Regions from separate parts of the Anser cygnoides genome. Here region 1 is linked to region 2. Evidence: chromatin contacts called from public Hi-C data. All regions are on one chromosome and are shown on one strand. The core of a region is the stretch at or near the end of the contact, and the rest is flanking DNA. Distances in the headings are between cores, read along the strand shown.

Region 1 (7,289 bases), core at 942-3,441, 360 kb after region 2:
ACAAGCCAAATAACAACAACAAAACAACCAACCGCACGCATGCAGGCGGAGAAGAGCTTAAGCCAGAGCTTACATCCATATGCCACAAACATCTCCTTTCCAAATTAAGTTAAAATATCACATGAAATGAAACCTTAAAAAAAAATAAAAATAAAGTTGTTTTCACGGTTCTACCTCAGCACCATCAGAAAACCTGGTCTGCCTTCTACAGTATCAGGGCTCTCTGGCTATTTGCATAGGTGCTAACAAGGTGTTATTTCCTTTATTATTATTATTTCTTATTCATTTTAACATTGTAAGCCCATTCCAGCTGCTCACCTCAAGAAAGCACAAGTGACATCCCATGGAAAAGAAACAAGGCAACCTCTTCCTATCCCCATTATCACCACCAATTGTTTTCTTACTAGATTTCCTTACAGTCTATATGAAGGCAGTGTGGAGTGCCTATGATACAGCAAAGAATAATCCTATTAAGAAATCAGTTTACTGTGTGCTACCCTCTTCAGGTACTATTTTAAGACCTTGAGAAGAACTCACTATCTAATAAAAAAATGAACCGGTTAAACAAATCTTCGTGTGACACAGTGACACAAGACAACAGTTACCAGCGGAGATGAAGAGACACCCAAGCAGCATTTCGGTTTTGTTCAATACTTTCTCAGTTTAACAAAGTCGATTTCTAATTGCATTATAAAATTATTCGTGCAATACTGCTGAGTTTTCTAAGAAAATGGTGCTTTGAGATATTACGAACATATTAGCGTGTGTAAAAAAAAAAAAAATGCAAAAGAGTGGTTGCTGACAAAACCCATTAAGATGCAAACCACTGGGGGGGTTTGTCAATATGGAGATAGCAGTTCCAATTCTGCAGCAATTCTTACTCATGCTGAACACCTACTTTAGTCAAAGGAAGTTCTGTCACACACGCGATCAGGACGTTTGGTCATGTGTCAGGAACAAGGCAGATTTTAAAGCAAGTCCAAAAAAAAAAAAAAAAAGAAGGCAGCCACCCCATAACGGCGACGAAGCCTCCCCAATAGGGTTTGTTGTACCTAGAGAGGATATGCATCAGCTAAACAGAGCTGCTTCAGGTCTCTGAAGCCTGCTTCTGGCATGATATAAGTGCTTGTTATAAATATTCCGGGTATTGGAAGATAAATTTCCAAGCCACTTTAAAAAAAAAAAAAAAAAAACGTGTCATGGTTGCAATTGCATTTCTTACGACATCTGCAATTCCATTTGGAGGAAAAAGGGTAAAAAAAAATAATAAAAGGGGGGAAAACGGCAATAGGAAGCGTAAATATAAACCTCCAAATAATAACACGGTAAATAACGTCTACATGGAAGGTTTGGCTTCGGCTCGTGGAAATGGGGAAGCGCCGATGTGCCGGGGCCGCCTTCCCCTGCAGCCCCGCGGGCCGGGGGAGGCTGCGGGCTGCCGGGGGCTGCGGGCCGCCCGGCACCGGGGGGTGCCCTCGTCGAGGAGCCCTCGGTGGCCGCACCGGGAGGAGGAGGAGGAGGAGGAGGAGGAGGAGGAAGGGGGATACCCGGCGGAGCTCCCCCTCGCTCTGCAGCCAGCCCTGCGCAGCCTGGGCGAGGAGAGGGGGGGGAGCCGCGCTGCAGCGGGGGGGGGACCCCCCCGGCCCCAAACGCCGTGCTGAGCCCCCTCCCCCGACCCCAACCCGCGGGGTGAGCCCCCCCACACGCCCCCGACCCCCGCGGCGAGCCCCCCCGAGCGGCGGGGAGGGCGATACCCCGTCGCGGCACCCACCTTTCACCACCCTGTCCGTCGTCGACAGCTTGGGGTCGGTGGCCTTGTGCTCCGACATGTCGGCCGGGCGGCGGCCGCCGCTGCGGGCAGGGCTCCGGCTCCTCCGAGGTGGCCCGAAGTTGCCGCGTCCCGCTGGGTCGGCGCTGCCTTCCTCCCTCCTCCTCCTCCTCCTCCTCCTCCTCCTCCGACCTCCGGCGGCGGATTATCCCCCGCTCCCCGCTGCTGGAGGCGGCCGGCTTCTCCCCCCGCGCAGAACCAGGCAAGTGTCAGCAGGCACCAGCGGCACCAGGCAGAGCCCCGAGCCGGCGGCGGCGGCCAGGTTGCAAACGCAGCAGCCCTGCGCTTCCTTCCTCCGCGGCGCAGCGCCGGCTCCTCCTCCTCCTCCTCCTCCTCCTTAAGGTCAGGATCCGTCTCCCCTCCCTCCCCCCCCCGCCCGCCCGCCCGCCCCGCAGGCTCTCCCCGCTCAGCCTCTCCGCTCCCCGCAGCCCCGCTCCTCCGCTCCCCCCGGCCCCTCCGCTCCGGCCCCGGCCCCGGCCCCGGCCCCGCTGCCGGCTCCGCGCCGCCCTCCCGGCCCCGCTCCCCTCCGCGCCGCCATTGGCCGCGCCCCGCCGCCAGTCACTGTCAGGTAGCGCCTCCCGCCCGCCCACCGCGGGGCCGCCCAGGTGCGCCCCGGCCGGGGCCGCCGCCGCCTCAGGGCCCTGCCGCAGCGCCCCGCAGCGGGGCCTCTGGGGGCTCGGTGTGTGGGGGGGGGACCCCGCCGCCCCTCGTCCCTGTGGGTGCCCCGAAGGCAGGCTTCGTGCCTCTGCCGGCAGCCCCCAGCCCCGCGGTGGGCGCCGCGTAGGGCTTGTTGGTGCGTGTTTGGCGAGGAGGAGCTCGTTTTTGGGGCTGAGCGGTTCCGGTTGGGTTTTTGCGCTGTGGGGTTTAATTACAGAGGAAAAACGGGGCGCGCCTCTTCGGGGAGAGGGGTGTTTAGAGAGCTCTTGTTGAACAACGCCTGTGTAGGTGAGCCAAGAAGCCAGAGACACCTTGCCCGGCTCCCCGTTTCCCTCCGGGGTGCCGTTCGAGTTGCTTGGTTAGCAGATATTATTGCTTCAGAAAGCCACAAAGAAAATAACATGGCAGTTATGACACATATTCTCAGCTTTGATTTGCCTGGCAGTTCTAGGGGATGTTTGGTTGGCCGTCCTTGTGGTATTTTCCCAGAACATGAGAAGGCATCGTACGTGACTGGCCTTCAGTACGACGGCGTGAGTCTTGTTCCAACAGCCGTGGTGAGCTCCTTGTGGTGCCACCATCCTCTGGTCCCATGAACATGAGAACAAGGCACCCATCTGCGATTCCTCTCACAGCGGTAACACAACAATAAGAAACAAATCCAGTGTTCAAGCAAGGTATTTCCTGTACACCCAAATAAACCCCAGAGCCCACATCAGGTACGTATAAAGCTCCCCAGATGCTAAGCATACTTTGTGAAGCACCAAGCGCACAGAAGAGCCCGGGCAGAAATGCCCCACACCTTCATCCTGGCTGCTGGGAGGCACTGCTTAGCGGCACTTGGACGCAGAAGGAGAAGCAGCACGTCAGGAATGCAGTATGGCCAGTAAATTCAGGTATTGCATACGCCTTGTGGGCCACAACTTCATGAGACGCAGAGGACCAGTTTGGATCCGTTCTTCTGTGACTGCAGGCTGTTTGCATGAGTCATTTGGATTCTTGATAGACTGCAATAACAGAGACTCTGGGTCTCCAGCTTACACTTGCTCCCCCATTAGTCACAGGACAAGACTTCAGCTCCGATTTTTTTTCAGCAAGTAATTATGACTATTGTTGCAGCTATATAAGGACATTTAGTGTCACAACTCCGGCACCTTCCTAGGAATTCTGAAGGCCATCTAGAGCTTCTTTTAGCATTTCTCCTTTGCTTCAAAGTTTTTAGTTATAATATGCCATCCAGGCCAGGTGAGGTTCTCTCATTTTATCTTGTGGAGGGAGGGTCTTGTTTATGCATTTGTTGCATTTAGTCTTCTTTTCCAAGGTAGAATCCCCATTGCAGGTATTTTCTTCATAACAAGTTTTCAGATAAGTTTACATAAGACAAAGATGAGTACCACTGCCAAGGACCGCATATCATTCCTCTGCAATACATGGTATAGTTAAGATTCAGATCACAGGTAAAAGACCTCATCACCACTTTGTCTAGGTCTGGTGCAGTCTTAACCTCATGACTTGTTTCAGGAGCATTTGTAAATTCCTTATCCTTGCCATGAGGGAAGGAAAGAGAGAGACAAAAATCACAGAACGCCTTCTTTGTTCTCTTGTAATGGTAACAAAGTTGAAAAATTCTGTATTTCGGATCCATGTTAGTAGTAAAGGTTGTGTAACTTCCTTACTACTTAAATGTTTCTTTTCCCCCCATCTGCACAGCTTCTTCCTTCATCTTTTTCTCACAAAGACCTGCTTTACCATAGAGGGATTTCTTTTTCATGGGATCTGAGTTCTGTTGGATTCCTTTATTTCATTTAACAGGAGGAGAACATGGAGATACCTCTTTGAATGGAAACAACATGGTCCGTGGATTTCTGGGCAAATTCTAACACATTTGACTTCTCACATCAGGAAACCTTAGTAGCACTGTTAGTCATTTCGTCCCCTAGTAGAATGCAAGCCCAGCATTACAAACTGGAAGCTCTGATCTTCTGATCACAGGTTTTGGAGACAAGGTCTGTGAGAGCTGGGGGTGGGGCAGAGAAGGGGAAGAGGGATTTTTTTCAAGTCTGAAATAAGCCAGTCCCTACCTCTTCGCCTCATATGAGCAATTCTTTTCCATTTTAGCAGAGATGTGACAATTCTTTTAAGCACACAGCAGCTCCAGAAAGCAGCAGCACCCACCTGAAGTGGAAGGAGGAATAAATGACCACGCAATGAGAAGGCAGTCGTTTTAGGTCAAGTGTTTCATGATGATGTACGGGCTAATAGACTCCAAACCTTGTCATGTGTCCCATGAAAAATCAGTGGTCAAGTTGCCTGGACTTTATTTCAGCAGCAAGCTGAAGATTATTCTCTAGAAATGTAACCATATGTTTGCACACTGACTCAACCAATTAAGATCCTGTTTAAAAGTATTGATTGTAAGAGATAGCATTTTAAATTTTAATCATTATTATTAGAGAAAAACTGTTCTAACTGCAGGGAGTCTGTCCTTCACACATTAGCTTTAGCCCCTGGAAGTTCTGGCTTCACATATGATAAATGTAACTTGGGCAGTATCTTGGAAGTAAAGGGAACTACGAGAGTGTGCTTGAATATTATGATGGCTGCATGGAAAATATGTGCAGCGAGGTTAGTCTGGATACCAGTGTTGCCTTAACTGATTATTTTCCTGATTATTTTTTTAAATAAGAGAGATTTGTAATTGTTTCAGTTTACTTCCCTGCACTATAAAAAGTGATGGGATTCTTAACACCTGTGTATCGAAGTCTATTGCATAGGCCATAATGTCTACAACACAGTTGTCCACAAGATTAAAACTGTAACTAGCCTGTGTTGACAGGGCATTTCTAGGAGATATGCAGAACCCAAGGCTGAACTTCACAGTGCTGACTACAAGCACCTAAAACTTCCAAAAGGCCAACGTTCATCTACATCTGACAAAAGTAAATTTGACACCAAGTGCCTTGGAAGGCCAATATAACTTACTGGTGCCATTTGGTTCTGTTACGTCCAACAGAGGAAATTCACGCCGGTGTAGAGAGCCTTTACAGCAATGTAGATCACTCTTAAAAGGGCCAAGGGGCACCATCCGATGGTGTTCTTGACAAATGGTTTCCCACACTTCTTCTACCTCAATACACAAGAGGGAGCTAGATAAAGGGCCTGTAGCAGGTAACAGTTCTTTGTTTCATCTAAACACGTTCTGCCCAGCTTGCAAAGAGATGGCAAGTTCAGATGGCAAAACGCAGTCACGTAATCCATCACTTAATGCATTCTTTGGGTTCCCCGTGTGTGATCCTCATGCATCCAGTGCAGGCACTTAACGTGTCGCATGGTCAGCCTCTCTGGAGCTTTGCATGTTTTCCCCTTGCACGCATCTGTTAGGCATTTGGCTCAGCTGTTTCTATAGGTTCTGGATTTGGTCCTGAAGCTATCAGCAGAATTTATACACGCTGTTAACGATACTGTGCCCGGTTTAGAAAGCAAAGAAAAATAGACAATTTTACAGAGTCATAGAGGGGATGCTACCAAAATGAATCGTGCTGGAATAAAATATAAGCAGTGGCATCAGGAATGCTGGAGAGGGAAGGCAGGTTAGCTCCAAATTCCAAGATGATGAATCTGCATGGAAAACAGTAACAAATGGTGCTATGAGCAATTATACAGAGCCTAACTGACATTTAGAAAGAGTCAACAGATAGTAATAAAAAAGAACACAAGTGAAAGATAACAACTTTGAGCCCTGGAAACAGTCATACCCCCTGCAAAAACTAGCCTGCTTGCAGTAGGTTTCAATATAAAAGAAGCACAGCTATGGTCATCCAAGGCTGCGAATGAAAATCTGCATTTGGATTCAGCCTCTGGTGCAAAACAGATCCACAAGCTGTGCCTGTCATCCCAAGCAGCATGCAGACCCGAGACAAATCATGCCAAGGTCTTCCATCTGCCCCCTTTCCAACACTGCAGACACATCAGGTAATGCAGGTTTCTTACCCTGCAGTTTCAGATTTCTTAAGAGGCCCATATCTTCAGCGGGCTAACTACTGTATTAAGCTCAAAGGTGAAGACCAAGTTAGAATTAAGTTTGGGGCTAAATACTGAAGCCAGCATAAGAATAAGTCAGGAGACTGGAGAAGCAGAGAGTCTACCAAACTGAGGAGCATGGTCAGAAAGCCATAGAGCCAGAAGTTTGAAAATCTCTGTTCTAAGATAAGTCAGGGCTGGAACAAGGTGAGGTCTAGGAGACTAACACAAAGGAGACAGGAACCAGGGATCAAGACTAAGCAAACAGGAATGAAAAGCAGGAGAGACAGAAGCAAAACTACAGCCAAGTGGCACTGCAGACTGCCAAGAGCAACCGGTGGAGTTGCCTGACACATCTGCTGTTAGAGGAAATTAGCCAAGCCTTAGCTCCTGCACAGCTGGGCCACAGTCCCGGTCGCCCTACTGCATCCAGCTGCAGGGACGGTAGCCCAGGCAGAGCCCGACAGTGTGGACAAATGTGTACCAGCTTAAAGTTGGACCTGCAGGAGTAGCTCGTCCCTATAAATTTACTGGTGCAAGCAGCAGATTCAACTCGGTGTATGTATCCAGTGCAAATCCGCTGCCCTGATTCACCGAAATGTCTTTAAAATTATAGCTTTAATTAAACGCTGCAAGTTTGTGCATTGGAAAGGGCTTAGTGCAGAAGCAATAGATGTATTTGATGGCAGGCAGCAGTGCCAAGGTTCCCAAAAGTGGAAAGACATCCCCTCGTCTCCCCCTGCTGGCCTGCGCATCCAGGAGCAGAGTGCCTGGGAGCAGCCGC
Region 2 (7,097 bases), core at 4,290-6,789:
AAGTGAGCACAAGGGCAACCAGGGCTGTCGTATCATCCTTTCACCATAGAAAACCAACCCTTTATGGGGTTTTACGTCTGTAAAATAAGAATTTGTGTTAGAATTAAGTCAGAAACCTCAACTATTTTCTTCTCCTGTGTATATGCTATGACACAATTTTTAATTATCTAATGAATTACTGTTTTCTTTTTTTTTTCCAGGTGGACCCCTAACTTAATTTATCTAAAAGGACAATGAGATAATGAAGCAGGCATTTCATCTATTCTTTGTCCCTGTAAAATTCCAGCCCTGATTTACTGCACAGTTTCCAGTTCCCGTCCTGAGAACAGGATATTCTGTGTCTTTGCAGCTTTCTGCACTCTTAACAGGCCAGTTTCAGTGCCTGACAAACTTAAACAAACTCAACGAGTTGGTGTTATTTTGGGAGGAAATGGGATGACTAAAAAAGAATTACCAACCTCCACGGCTAGCGAACTGAAGCATAGAGATATTATAGGTTTACAGCGTCCCCTAATTTCTAAGTACTTAGCCTAGGGCCTGATTTTTTCAGTGGTATTAGGGCATCTGCAATTCTCATTAGCTTCAGATGGAGCTTTAACTGCCCACCAGTTCCACAAATCAGGCCCTTGTTTCAAGCTGAATACCTGGAAAACGAAGCACAAACAATTAGCTGCCACTAATGGAAACAGAGCGGAGTGACTTACTTAACCTCGCAGAGAAATGCTGTGAGGCACTTAGTGCACAGTTCCCCAGATCACAGGCCACTACCACAACCCCAGGACCATCCTCTTTTCACCAGATCCGTACCTCATTTGTGACACACTTTGCTAATTTCCACAGCGAATAAAACAAGTGTCCTACAGACAATAGCCTAATTAGCCATCTATTTCTTGCTCTGAATACTTTGCAATGGTGGTTACGCAGTAGCGGTCCTACTTAAAATAAAAAAAAAAAAACAGAACAAAACACAAGATCTCAAAACAAATCACATGGAGATGTCTTTCTGTTTTCCCAAGAGCTACTCTATCTCATTTTGGAGGCAAAGGGTAGTAATAAGGTACGTGAAGCAGACAAAACCAGTTGTGCCCTTTGGTGGAACAGGCTGAATTGGAACCCTCAGCCTTTGTGGCCCACACAGATTCCAAAAAGCTGAACACTTTTCCATGCATGTCATCATCTCACGCTACAGAAATTTAGGGGAACACAGCAAGCTTCTGTTTGCTTTCATTTCTGAGGAGTACGTAAAGCGGCAAGAATACAAACAGTGCCACATGCTTGATCCAAACAAGGCAGCAGAGTTACCTTCTTTCTGCTGATTTACCAGCCACATCCATCCGGTCTTGCAGGGAAAACAAACAAACCCTACGTGCTATAAAAAAAAGAAGAGCACGGATGACACCTTAGCTTATTGCCTATGTGTAAGAGTTGGGAGGTAAGAGAGGATGGAAAATGGTCACTGAATCCCCTCGCTTGACATCTAATGATAAAAAAGGCCTCACGTTTACCATTTCTGGAGCGTGGCTTTGGGGCGAAACTGCAACTGGAAGCACTCCGGGATGTGTTTTGTCCCGCAGCCAGGCCCTTAGGTCAGGGCAGGGCATTAGGGGCAGCCCTTCCTGCCTCCCCAGCGGCGCGGACACCCGGAGCGAGCACCGAAGGAGCGCCGCACGTCGCCGCGCTCCCCGAAGGCACGGGGGGGGGACAGGTGAGCGCGGAAAGCCCAGCGTGCTCCTTGCCCGGGAGGGCTTCCAACGGCGAGAAGGACGCTGAGCTGGGGGTGGCAGCCCCGAGAACCGGGAGCTCGGCGCCCCGTTTCCCCCAGGGCAGCACAGCCCGGCTGCCGCCTCAGCCCCCAGCCCGCAGCGGGGCCCAAAGCAGCGGCCGGGCCGCGGGGAGGCCGCCGGCCCCGGTCCCGGTCCCCACCCCCCCCCCCCCCGGTCGGGGGCCTCACCTCGGGCCGTGTCGGTGGGGTAGAGCTTCTGGGCCTTGCCGAGGAAGCGGAGGGCGCGGTCGCGGTCGCCGGCCTCCAGCGCCTCCCTCGCGATGCCGATGCACTTCTCCGCCTCGTCCCGGTTCCCCTCCATGGGCTTCTCCTTCCGCCGCCTCCGCCCGCCGCAGCGCAGGGAGAAGGGGCCCGAAGCCAGAGCGGGGCCGGGCGCGGGGCGGCGGCGGCGGGGTCCCCTCGCTCGGCCGGGCCGGGCTCGCCCTGCCCTCGCCCCTCGCCCCTCGCCCCGCCGTGCCGCTCGCTGCCGGCCCAACCCGCGGCGCCCCGCGGCCCGGCACGGCTCGGCTCGGCTCGGCCCGGCCCGCCGCCTGCTTCCGGGGCAGCGCCGCGCATGCGCCGCCCCCCGGCCCCGGCAGCACCGGGGGAAGGACCGGCAGGGACGGGCGGAGCGGGGGGGGCACCGCGCTGGAGGCCCGACCTCACCGGGCTGCCCGCACGGGAACGGGGGGGGCGCAGAGCTCGCCTCCCCCCGCCGCTGCAGCCCTCGGCCTCAGGGGGCACGAGCTCCCCGCCCCCAGCGCGGCCCGTCCTTAAATAGCGGGCTCGCAGGGAGCCAGGGGTGCGAATAGCGCCCCGTTAGCGCCCGAGCGCTGGGGGTGCTGCTGCCGCGCGGTGAGCTCCAACCGCAGCTGTGCCCGTGTCCTTAAGTCATGGAGCCTGGCACCTAACTGTAGGGTTGCAGGCAGAGGGAACGCTTTCCAGCCCACACCACTGCAGCCAGGCAGGCTTTGCCTTGGCTGTGGGAAAACAAAACAAGTGTCAAGGAGGAGGTACTTGGCTGCTGCTGCTTTGGTTTTAGACTTCCTCAGGGTTAGTGTATCAAGAGCCAGCAGACACTGCTGCAGTACGTGCCTTTTCATGGATGTCTTCACAGTCTTTTACAAAAAGTGGCAAAAAAGGTTAGGGTCTCCCATAGAAAAGTGGCTGACACCACCTACTTACCAACATCCATCCCTTCGGCTCACCTTTCTCCCCACTTCGTGATAGACCCCTCCCTCTGTGAGGGCTGCCATCAAGCAAAACCATCCTCCAGCAGCAGAAGCCTTACAGCTGCCTCGCTGAAGGGAACTCACACTGAGATACACGACTGGGGTATGCAAAGTTAAAACAGCTCTTGCCAGAACATGCACACCGTTTCTACCGGTGACATTTACTAAGTGTGGTACTTCACAAGGAGAGCGTTTCCCACACCTCAGGTACAGCTCACAGGCTGCGGGGCCACGTGCTCTCCAAGAGCAGCATTGCAGAGCCCAACCATTTTTCAGTTAGTGGACAAGAGACGGTCAGTATTCATATAACATTTATTGAATATTTCCACTCTAGTGGATGAAAAGTCTGTACAAAACCAAAACATTTACTTAGTCAAATTCCATTTACTTAGTCAAACCAATCTAAAAACAGTCAGCTCAATCAAAACCCACTGCAAATACAATAGCTTCTCTGAAGCCATGGTAACACTTAAATACGGTTAAGACTTCAATGCAGAAATTTGGTTTGTTAGAAAGCTCAGGTGAGCTTCAGCTTCTTAAAGTTACAAAAAGGCAAAGTTGTGTTTCACAGATACAGTCCACTGGAATCACCAACACTGGACAATAAGTACTTAGAGTCCTGAGATAACAAGGGATCCTCGTAGCCTTTAGACAGTTTTCTGTTGTCCTTTCTTCCCAATGAGAGATTTGTGGATATGCGGTATTACACCTACAGGAGAGCAACAAATAAGATAACGTTATTTCTCAACTATTTTGCTAGTTTTCGCACTTCAAGAAAAGCCACCTCTACATCTGTTAGAGGCCTCGCCACAAGCAGTTCGCGAGCAGTTTACGTACCACCGCCAGCAATCGTTGCCTTAATGAGAGAGTCCAACTCTTCATCTCCTCTGATCGCGAGCTGCAAGTGACGGGGAGTGATGCGTTTCACCTTCAAGTCTTTGGATGCATTTCCTGCCAGCTCAAGAACCTTGAGACAAGAATGTTTTTCAGATGAGTTACACAAATCAAGTGAGACCAACTGCATGGCATTACCAATTTTACTCTCTACATCAGATGCACTGTTACTGCCACCAAGACAGCACACAATGCATCTTTAAGGGTTCCTCCTTTCAAGGTGTGGCTTTAGTTTTCCCCAGGAAAAAAATATTTTACAGCAGACGTGAAGTGCTGCAGCTACACATTTTATCAAGTACTTCACGCTTCCATCCTGGCTGTAAATCACAGCTATTTGAACCTCATAAAACACAAAGCAAGAAATTCCACGCGTGCTTTGCAACTTCCTGAGGAAGCACACGGCTAAAACTGGCTCAAAGTGAGTGAAGAGTTCACACCCCAGTCCAGATTTTCAAGAGACAGGAGGTTCTGGTCATTGTGCCATTTTGGACCCGAACAGCTTGCGTGCACCCCTGGCAGACGTTTTACCTCAGCTGTCAAGTACTCCAGGATCGCAGCGCTATACACAGCAGCTGTGGCTCCCACACGCCCATGGCTGGTAGTCCTAGACTTCAGATGCCTGTGAATGCGGCCTACAGGGAACTAGAAAAGTAACAGAAGCATGAACAGGCTGTGACTGCAGAGATAACGAAAGAAATAAACCACCCTGAAACAGATGCTGGGCAACAGATCCCTAGTAGAACATGCACAACCGAAGCGAGCTGAGCTGTAACACCAGAGATGCCTTGCTGTACATAACGCAATCTCAGTGCTTTGCATAGCGTCCCTAGCTAGATTCTCAACTCCACGTCGGCAGCAAGGCCATGCTGTTACCCCAGCACAGACATGCCTTAAAAGCACAGAGGGGGACAGCTCCTTACACCACTCCAGGCAGTCCGAAGGCTGTCAGCAGGACTCAAAACGGTACGGGGGGGGGGCAGATGCAAGGCCAGCCCCACTTCGCCGTACCCACCCCACCTCGGCTCACCTGCAGCCCGGCGCGCTGCGAGCGGGACACCGCTTTGGTCTTGGTCTTCCCGGAGTCCTTCCCGGCCTTGCCACCAGCCTGCCGAGGACAGCGGACGCGTCAGGGAGGCCGCAGCGCTGCGCCGCGCATGCGCTCCCCTCCTCCCCCCCTCCCCTCCACCCTGCGCCTGCGCGCTGCCCGCCACATCCAGCGGCCCCAGGGCGCATGCGCGGCCGCCCCTCCCTCTCCCCGGTGCCACCACTGCGCATGCGGCTCCCCCTTCCCCCCCCCCCCCGCCGCCGCCTACCGGCAGGTAACGGCCCGCGGCGCACGCCGCCAGCCTTGCCCTCCTCTCCCGCCAACGGCCGCCCCCCCTCGGCCCCCGCCATGGGCCGGCGGCGCTGCCGCACGTACGCCCCTCTCCCCGCCCCCCAACCTCCCCGTCTCCTCACCATCGCGAAGCGGAGCGCGGCGCCGCGCGGGTGCCGTCGGAGGAGGAAGAGGATGAGGAGAGCGTCCCGCACGCACCGAGCCCGGCCCACAGCACCGACCTGCCCCTGCCCGCCGCGATTCAAACTGCGCCCGCTCCCGCCTTCCCCCGGCCCTTTATAACCGCCCGGCCGCCCGCATCCGGGAACCCCGGCCTCGCCGCCGGCCAATCGCAGCGCGCGGGGGCGGGGCGATTCCCCCAGCGACAGCCAATGGCGGCGCGGGGCGGGGCCGGCGGCGCTCTGCGGCCCTCTGCGGCGCTGCGGGAGAGGCCCCGCCCCCGCTTAAAGGGACAGGCGCCCGCCTTTTCTTACGGGGGGGGGCCCCGGGGACATCGCTTCAGCGTCGCGCCCCTTTGTCTATTAACTGCGTAACAGTTAATTAACATCACGCCCGTGGCCGCGTCCCCCTCACAAGGACCCTTAGCCCCGTGTCTTGTCTCAGGTGCCGCCTCCAGCACGGCGCCGTCATCCCTGCTTCACAAAAAAGCAGCCAAGCCATTTCACCTCAGAGCTCGCTCGGAGGGGTCCCCAGTTCATCTGCCTCCCTCAGCGCCAAGTCAATAACCGCACACTGTGCTGTGTTCCGCGACACCGTACACCTCACAGGTCCCCTGCGCGTATCCAGGGGGAAATCCCAGTAAAACCTCATGAACTGGGCAGCTCTGGGAGGGAAGAGCGGCTCAGCCTGCCAACCCAGTAGCTCAGTATTACCAGCCTAACCACGAGCCACGCACGTTACCAACCTAGTCACAAAACACTTCAGTCACCTCAGTAGGAGATGATACGCATGTCCTCTGCCTCAGTATCGAAGGTCCCAAGCACGAGGAGTACTCTGGCAGACAGACATTTAACAGGAGATACTCAAAACGCATAAAGTTATGGTAGGGCTACTCTTCCCGACACAACTTGTCTACTTTCAACGTGCTGATGCGGCTTTGGGGTAAAAACCCACCTCCACAAGCACAGAGAGGCAGGGCCAAGCTGGGATCAGACACTCCTACCTGCAGGAGGCTGGCATTTTATGTAACTGTCTGGTGCCTCTATTTGAAGCATTAGTTGCCTGTGCTTTCCCCTCAGCAAGAAAGAAGAGTTGTGGGTTTTTGAGTTTAAAAAATAAAAAAATAAAGATTTTACAGAAACCTGTGGAAGTCAAAGTCTCGTTCCACCTGCTGTTTTAAAAAACGGGACCTGTCCGAAGTGCCTCTAGCAAGGCTTGATTCGCCCTTTCCCTTAGGGGCAACAGAAGCCAAGTTCCTGTCACACGACCCTCTGGCAACAGAGACGTAGGAGGAGAAAGCTGATTTTCTCCCTGTTTTCTGTACAGGGAAGTGCTAGAAAGCAGACGAAGGAGTCCGTCTCCTACCAGCTGGAGATGATCCCTGACACAGGCCTCTCATGCGCTTCCCCAGCAGCTCGCTGCGGCCGTGTGCTTTCAGCCACCCGGGTCCCTTACAGCCTGGACTATGTGGGCAAAGCAGCGTAACACCTGAGGTGCTGCTTTGCTCAGTGGGCTTCCAGCAAGCACAGCCCCGTTCAGCACACACCACAGACCAGGGCATGTAGCTACTAAGCCAATGCAAAGGTGTGTATGTATTGAATGCAGTATATATAGGGTTAGAGACATGCCACAGTATGTGAAACTAGTCTCGGATCACCCCATGCTAGCTAATAAGCCTCTTGCCACAACTCCCTGCCTAATATTTAAGAAGAGA

Evidence for each region. A called contact is a pair of places that touch in the nucleus more often than the background predicts.
Region 1: a contact with region 2 is called in a Hi-C map of liver, with 3 times the contacts expected there. The contact joins the promoter of PPP3CA here to the promoter of H2AZ1 in region 2. A contact is called at or near these places in 3 of 7 Hi-C or Micro-C datasets (granulosa cells and liver).

What each region holds. Positions count from the first base shown.
Region 1 is chr4:73,791,103-73,798,391 of Taihu_goose_T2T_genome, forward strand. It overlaps PPP3CA (protein phosphatase 3 catalytic subunit alpha), which reads right to left and starts at 2,192. Exons shown (of 15, transcript XM_066996852.1): 1 at 1,772-2,192. The coding sequence starts at 1,829.
Region 2 is chr4:73,424,588-73,431,684 of Taihu_goose_T2T_genome, forward strand. It overlaps H2AZ1 (H2A.Z variant histone 1), which reads right to left and starts at 5,540. Exons shown (of 5, transcript XM_048066429.2): 1 at 5,347-5,540; 2 at 4,916-4,993; 3 at 4,417-4,530; 4 at 3,832-3,961; 5 at 3,289-3,703. The coding sequence starts at 5,349. The coding sequence ends at 3,642. It overlaps DNAJB14 (DnaJ heat shock protein family (Hsp40) member B14), which reads right to left and starts at 2,313. Exons shown (of 8, transcript XM_048066416.2): 1 at 1,952-2,313. The coding sequence starts at 2,084.